Linked DNA regions of Callithrix jacchus: region 2 is linked to region 1. A link is a contact called in public Hi-C data. All regions are on one chromosome and are shown on one strand. The core of a region is the stretch at or near the end of the contact, and the rest is flanking DNA. Distances in the headings are between cores, read along the strand shown. Region 1 holds the start of PDLIM7 (PDZ and LIM domain 7). Region 2 holds the start of PRELID1 (PRELI domain containing 1).

Region 1 (3,386 bases), core at 250-2,749:
GCTGCTCACCTTCTGCTGATCTAGTAAACATCTAGCCAGGCTTTTGGATAGTTGAGTCTGGAGTTCTTGGGGAGAGGTCAGGCTGGCCATGAAACGTGGGATGCCTTGGCATATAGATGGTATTGAAAGCCACAGGACTGCATAGGGTCTTAGGGGGTGAGCATAAAGAGAGGCTCTACATCAGACGGCCAAGGCCAGAGGCAGAGGAGGAGACCCTGGAGGAGGATGGGAAGGAGAGGCCAGTGGGGCAGGGAAAAGCTGTGAAGCCAGGGGAAAAGGGTGTTTCCGGGAATAGGATCAACCTGGACCAGTGCTGCCCCTAGGCAGGGCAGGATGAAACTGAACTACCATGGATTCCATGGCCCGATGGCCTCCACGCCACTGGGGACCTTGAGAAGAGAGATCTCAGGGGACTGGTGCTCACAAAAGTCTGACTGGCATGGCTTCAAGAGATAACCGAAGGAAAGCAAGTGGAGACGCGATAAACAGACAACTCCCTGGAGGAATTTTACTCTCAAGAGAATTAAAGGGTAGTAGCTGGAGAGGAATCCGGGGTCAAGAGAAGGTCTTTAACAATGAGAACTCTCACGGCGGTTTGTGCAGAAGAGGGCGGGTGTGATGACAGTGGATGGAGAGGGGAGAACTGCAGCGACCATGTCCTAGGAGGAGCTGACGGACCGGGACCACCAAGCGAGTGGAAGGTGGATGCCCCTTCCCTCACCCCGAAACCCACTTGCACTCAGTGTCTGCGCCGCCGGCCATAGTGCCCGGCTGATCGCGGGGCCGGGACTCTAAGGACGCCCTCCCCGAGGCGCAGCCCATTCTGGCCGGGGTGGAGGGGGACGCGGCGCTTCCGACGGGGCGCGGGCCGGGTCAGGGCTGCGGGGCTGCGAGCGAGGGCAGGGCCCACAGGCCAGGGGCCACTGGCGTCCGCTCCGGCCCTGTTTTCCTGCCTTCGGTACAGCGTTGCGCAAATCTAGCTTTAAACGCCCCTGTAGGCCTCAACTTTCCCACCTCGACTTGTCTCCTCCAGCCCCTGATTTAGAAATTCTGAGCCCCCGACGGTTGTGCTAGGATACCGACCCTCGTGGCGGCCCTGCGAAGCGAGTGTGATCGCCCCATTTTTCTGAGTAGGAAACGAAAGTTTAGAGACAAGGTCCCAGGTCCGTCCGGTAGGAAGGGCCGTTTTCCTTTCCCTCCGCCAGCGGGTGGTGCGAGGGACTGGGCGAGGCAGCGCCTTCCTAAAGAAGTGACCCGCAACCCCGCCCCTCCCGCCCCGGCTCCGCCCCGCCCGCCGCGGCTCCGCCCCACTGCCCGGACCGGGTCGGCGAGGCCTCGCAGCCCGAAGCCCGAGGGGACTTCGTGATTGGGCGGGGCTGAAGATCTGGGTGGGACTTTCTACCAGCGGAGGACGGCTGGTGGGCGTGGCCATGTGAGGGCGTGATCTGCTTCCCCGCCCCCTCCCGCGCCCTCAAAACGGAGGGCGGCTGCGGGGGCGGGGTCAGATCGCTGGCGGCGGATCTCAACGCGGCTCCCTGGAGCCTGACAGCGAGCAGCGCCCCGGCGGGGCCAAGCAGGTATCGATGACCGCGCGGGACGTCTTGGGCTGGACCAGGCGGGCGCCCGGGGCGTGCTGAGGACAAGGGCTCTGGGGGTCGTGATCCAGGTTGTGCTTCCTCCCGCGGGCTCTGCCCCCTGCCTCCGCCCCCGCCCCCGCCTTCCTGCCGCGAAGCCGGCTGCGGCGGAGCCGATTGGCGCCTGCGCTGCTTCCTGCGGCCGGGGCCAGTCCAATGCATGGGGCTCGGGCGGGGGACTAGGGGGAAACTGAGTCACTTCGGTGTGGGAGCACTTCTGTGTGGGAGGCACCACCTCCACTGGGCTCCGGGAAGGATTCCCCTCCAAGCTGTGGTTTAGGGTCCTGGCCCCAACCTGTTTCCACAGGGGCCACACCCCACTCTCGCCTTCCCCCTTCTTCAGCACCCAGGGGTCCCGCCCTGGCTCCCAGCAGCCTCCACTGGTCCCGGAATGGCTAGGATCCGCTCCAGCCGCCTCCCTCCCCTCCCCCTCGCGTCCCAAGCCCCCGTGTGCTCCCTCCGCTGGCTCTTCGCACAGTGTCAGCTTACATGCCTTATATAGTCCGAGCAGGCTCCAGTCGCGGCCTGCCTGCCGGGACCTGGGGGCGGGGGAGAGGAGAGCCGGCCCCTGACTCACCCGGCCACCCGAGGCTCCAGGCTGGCTGCCTTGGGGGGAGGCCACACCAGTTTAGTCCCTTGGCCCACCCCTGGTTGAAAAGAACCTCGAGCCTGTATTTAGGCATCACTCACCGTTCCAGTCCCTAGGGGACAGAGGCTGCTCCTCTTTCCAAATTGAGGTACGCCAGCCAGCAGCACAGCCCAGCCTGACAAAATACCTGCCTACTATACCTTGGGTGTGCTCACCGCTGCCCGTGCCTGCCTGGCCCCTGTCCAGGGCTGGTATCCTGAGCTGGGCCGTCCTGCCTGCGCACCCACCATGCTGGTAACACCTTCTCTTCTTTCCTCTCAGAAGCCGGCATCATGGATTCCTTCAAGGTAGTGCTGGAGGGACCAGCACCTTGGGGCTTCCGGCTGCAAGGGGGCAAGGACTTCAATATGCCCCTCTCCATTTCCCGGGTGAGCCTAGGTTTGGGGAGGGGCTCCCCCAGCAGTCTTTGGGTGCTCAGGTTTCCAGAGGGTGATGGGGGGAGTCCTAACAGGAGATAGTTAGGGGCCAGCAGGCCAGGAGATGTTCAGGTCCAGAGATGTGGTGGTACCTGCCGGCCACAAGGACTCCCAATGACGTGGACACTGGGAGAGAAGCAGTCCAGCTTCCCCAGTCCTGCTCTGTACCTGAAGCTGTTCTCCCAAACTCCTGTGGCCACCTCAGAGGGCTGGAGGGAGGCTCATTGTGCAGGATGGGAGCCTGACATCTCCAGGAGGTATCTAAACTTGAGAGGGGAGCCAGGCCACAGGTAGGGCACTCTGACTATAGGATTTCACTTCAAACTCACTGCCACCCAGAGAATAGCAGTCATCCTGTTTTTCTAGATGAGAGGAGGAAATCATGGAGAGGTGGAGGGGCTCAATCATTGAGTCCATGGTAAAGCAGGGATTGGAACTGAGGCACAGGATGGGGTGCATTTTTTTGTGGGTAAGAGAACGGGTCCCTCCCCAGCCTATGTAAGGACCTGCATCCACCGTTCTCATTCAGGATGTGGTGGCCTTTGACCCCAAGCAGAAGTGTAGGACAGGGCTCAGCTCTAGGGGCTTAACTTTGGTTCCCAAGAGCCTGCCCTGGTGGGGGTGGAGCTGGAAGCTGGCTCCTCCCTGTAGTAGGGGGATTGCCTTATAAGCCCAAGAATGCAGCCC
Region 2 (3,386 bases), core at 353-2,852, 210 kb after region 1:
ACTTGAGGCCAGGAGTTCAGAACCAGCCTGGCCAACATGGCAAAACCCAGTCTGTACTAAAAATACAAAAATTAGCCAGGCGTGGTGGTGCATGTCTGTAAACCCAGCTCCTCAGGAGGCTAAGGCACAAGAATTGCTTGAACCCAGGAGGTGGTGGTGGCAGTGAGACTGTGCCACTGCACTCCAGCCTGGGTGACAGGGTGAGACTCTATCACCAGAAAACACAACAAAACAAAAAAGAAAACCACTGCCTCTCCCACTCAGCATCACTTCTGTGCCATATACCTGATGGGAGTGCTTTGCATTTAGAATTTAGGACAACTCAGTAAGAGAGGTACCTCTCCCCTACTGTATGAATGCGTCAGACAGGTCCAGAGAGGCTGACCAGCTGAAAAGAAGAAAATGTGAGGTCATACTCTACAGCTGTCACTCCTCAGTAACCCAGACCTGCCTCAGACCACAAAAGCTCCCTCATGGCTCTCTAGACACACGTATCTGAAGAGCTCTATTTGGGGGTGGGGGAGGCAGGATCACAGCAGGAGGTGTCTCACCATCAGCCGGGCGTGGTTGATGTTCCAGGTGAAGGTGGTCATGGTCTGATTCTGTGGGTCCACAATAGAGTCCTCCAGGATGTACACCGAGTGAGCAACATTGGCAGGAAACAGTCGCTCGGCCCAGCGAGGCATCCTGTTGGTCTTGGTCAGGAGTCGCCGGGACAGCAGTTTCTGGTCAGGGGTCACCTCCCGGTGTACTATGTCTTCCGTCAAGACATGTTTGCTGCAGGAGTCAGTGAAGGTGGCACTCAGGAGCCTGCCCCGAGACTGCCCGAGGGGATTCCCGTTTGGAATCTCCAAGCCCAGAGAGGCCTTCCTGTAACCTTGCAGAGTTGTATGTGTTATGGTTCACACCAGAGTTAAGAGCCCATCCCAGGGCAAATTCCAACTCCCGCCATCTGGCTGACCTGGATTCCTGGGCCTTCCAGCAGCAATAGACCTCATGATTTACTGCACCTCAGGAAAGTGCCACGAGCAGAGGATAGGATTTCCGACCCCAAGATCCCTCCCAACTCCCCTACTGCCGCCCCTTCTTGTCTCACGACCCTGAGAAAAGAACCTTATATTAAGATATCAAGTAAACCACCACCCAGGCCCAACCTCCCTTCAGGACCTTGCAGGCCTGGCCTGGCCGCTTCCCCGATAAGGTCTACGTAGGATTAGATGTCAACTTCTTTCTGGTCCCATTACTCGGGGATTATCCATACTTTGATCTCCAAATAGCGAGATGGTGGGGTTTTGCTCTCCCAAACACCACGTACCTATAGGGATTCGGGTACCGCTGCCAGAAGGCGGCGAACACTTGGTCCCAGGAACTCCGGAGCAAGCTCTGGCCCAGGAAATACTTCACCATCGTCCCGGCCGGAGCGGGCTCAGCACCCACGCAGCATCAGGGGTGCGGAGCCTGGGAGGCACGCGGGGGCCGGGCCGGGCCGGGGCTCGGCGCACACCCTCCGCCAGGCTCGGGGCTCAGTCACCACCGCACCGCGCCCTAGCAGCTGCCGCCGCCGCCGCCACCGCCATGAGTTGTCCGGCTGCGCGCCACTTCCGGCGCAGCCACACGGTAGCCACCGCTTCCGGCGCTCGCGCCACGTGACGTTGCGGCCCCGCCCCCTCTCCCTCTCGCCCCCTCCCGCGGGAGTCGCGGCGCTGCGGGTAGAAGCCGGGTTGCCGGAGACCCTAGGTTCGATTGGTACTCGAGCCGGAACTGAGTCTAAGCCCGCAGGCGAGCGAATGACGGAGTAGCGAGCTGCACGGCGGCGTGCTGCGCTGTTGAGGACGCTGTCCCGCACGCTCCCAGGCCGCCCCGGGGCTTGGGGTCTTCGAAGGATATTCGGCGCCCGGGGCGGAACAGCGGGGGCACACTGGGAGCTGCCGAAAGTGCAAGGCCACGGCCAGAGCTCGACCCCATCGCGCTGTCTCGAATCGTTGGTTGGCGCCGTTTGGGGTTGGGGTCTGAGGCCTGGGCGCTGCCTGGGCCGAGCGGAGATCCGGGTTCGCCCCCGTCCCCGCTCAGGACCCTGACGTGGCTGAAGCGGCCCCGGGAGCATGAGCGGGCAGCGCGTAGACGTCAAGGTGGTGATGCTGGGCAAGGAGTACGTGGGCAAGACGAGCCTGGTGGAGCGCTACGTGCACGATCGCTTTCTGGTGGGGCCCTATCAGAACGTGAGTGCACCCAGAGGGGCCAGGCACGGTGGGCGGGGGCGTAATCTGCACCTATGGCCCCAATCTCTTCCCTCTCGTTGCAGACCATCGGGGCCGCCTTCGTGGCTAAGGTGATGTCGGTCGGAGACCGGACTGTGACATTAGGTATTTGGGTAAGTTCCCTGGGCATCTATTCTAGGGAGTCTCATTCTTGAGGAGGCTTAGGTCCTGCCTATTACTGATTGATTTGTGGCCTCACAGACTCGTTTCTCATTGACCCGTTTCCTTATCTGGAAAATAGTGGGGTCTGGAGAACATGGCCTTAAGTTTGACTCAGACCAGGGCTGAGCCTGTCCCTCCTCTTTAGGACACAGCAGGCTCTGAGCGCTATGAGGCTATGAGTAGAATCTACTATCGGGGTGCCAAGGCTGCCATCGTCTGCTATGGTAAGGGGGAGTTCTGGGCTGGCCCACAAGAAGAAGTGGGTGCCAGGCTAACCAGAGAACAGCCCCTGATCACTTGGTTGTGTCTCCTGCATGCCCCACACCAAGACCTCACAGACAGCAGCAGCTTTGAGCGAGCAAAGTTCTGGGTGAAGGAACTGCGCAGTCTAGAGGAGGTAGGTGAATAGACTTCACCAGAAGACCAAGGGCTAGGGTTCTGTTGGTCTTTGGAGGTGACGCTTGTCTTGTGTGTCAGGGCTGCCAAATCTACCTATGTGGCACCAAGAGTGACCTGCTGGAAGAAGACCGGAGGCGTCGACGTGTGGACTTCCATGACGTCCAGGATTATGCAGACAGTAGCTGTTCCTCACCCTTTGGGGGGTGGGGGTGTGTGGCTGTCTGGGTGGATCACAGAAAATAGGGACTGCCTTGGCTGCTAGGGCAAGGTACTCTAGAAGGGCTTCCTAGCTTCCTTGAACTGTGGGGTCCAGGAGACTCCCTGAACTGCTAGTCCTCCCTTTTGTCTGCTTATCTAATTCTCAGATATGAGGCTTTAGTCACTTCTCTTTACAGATATCAAAGCTCAGCTCTTTGAAACATCCAGCAAGACAGGCCAGAGTGTGGGTGAGTGCTGTGCTGGGGCCTCACACAGGAACAGGCAGGGGCACCAGAGGAAGCTGAATAGGGAACAGAGGGCTGGGTCACTGGGAGATCCCAGGACTACTGGCATTGGGCCCTCATTGAT

The links. A called contact is a pair of places that touch in the nucleus more often than the background predicts.
Region 2: a Hi-C map of skeletal muscle shows a contact between it and region 1, with 2.3 times the contacts expected there. The contact joins the promoter of PRELID1 here to the promoter of PDLIM7 in region 1. A contact is called at or near these places in 2 of 3 Hi-C or Micro-C datasets (both in skeletal muscle).

The regions. Positions count from the first base shown.
Region 1 is chr2:68,639,612-68,642,997 of calJac240_pri, forward strand. PDLIM7 (PDZ and LIM domain 7) reads left to right here and starts at 1,500. Exons shown (of 12, transcript XM_078364629.1): 1 at 1,500-1,577; 2 at 2,545-2,651.
Region 2 is chr2:68,847,088-68,850,473 of calJac240_pri, forward strand. PRELID1 (PRELI domain containing 1) reads right to left here and starts at 1,603. Exons shown (of 5, transcript XM_002744499.5): 1 at 1,316-1,603; 2 at 552-777. The coding sequence starts at 1,407. RAB24 (RAB24, member RAS oncogene family) reads left to right here and starts at 1,679. Exons shown (of 8, transcript XM_008990232.3): 1 at 1,679-2,219; 2 at 2,303-2,371; 3 at 2,566-2,644; 4 at 2,750-2,817; 5 at 2,898-2,997; 6 at 3,215-3,265. The coding sequence starts at 2,103.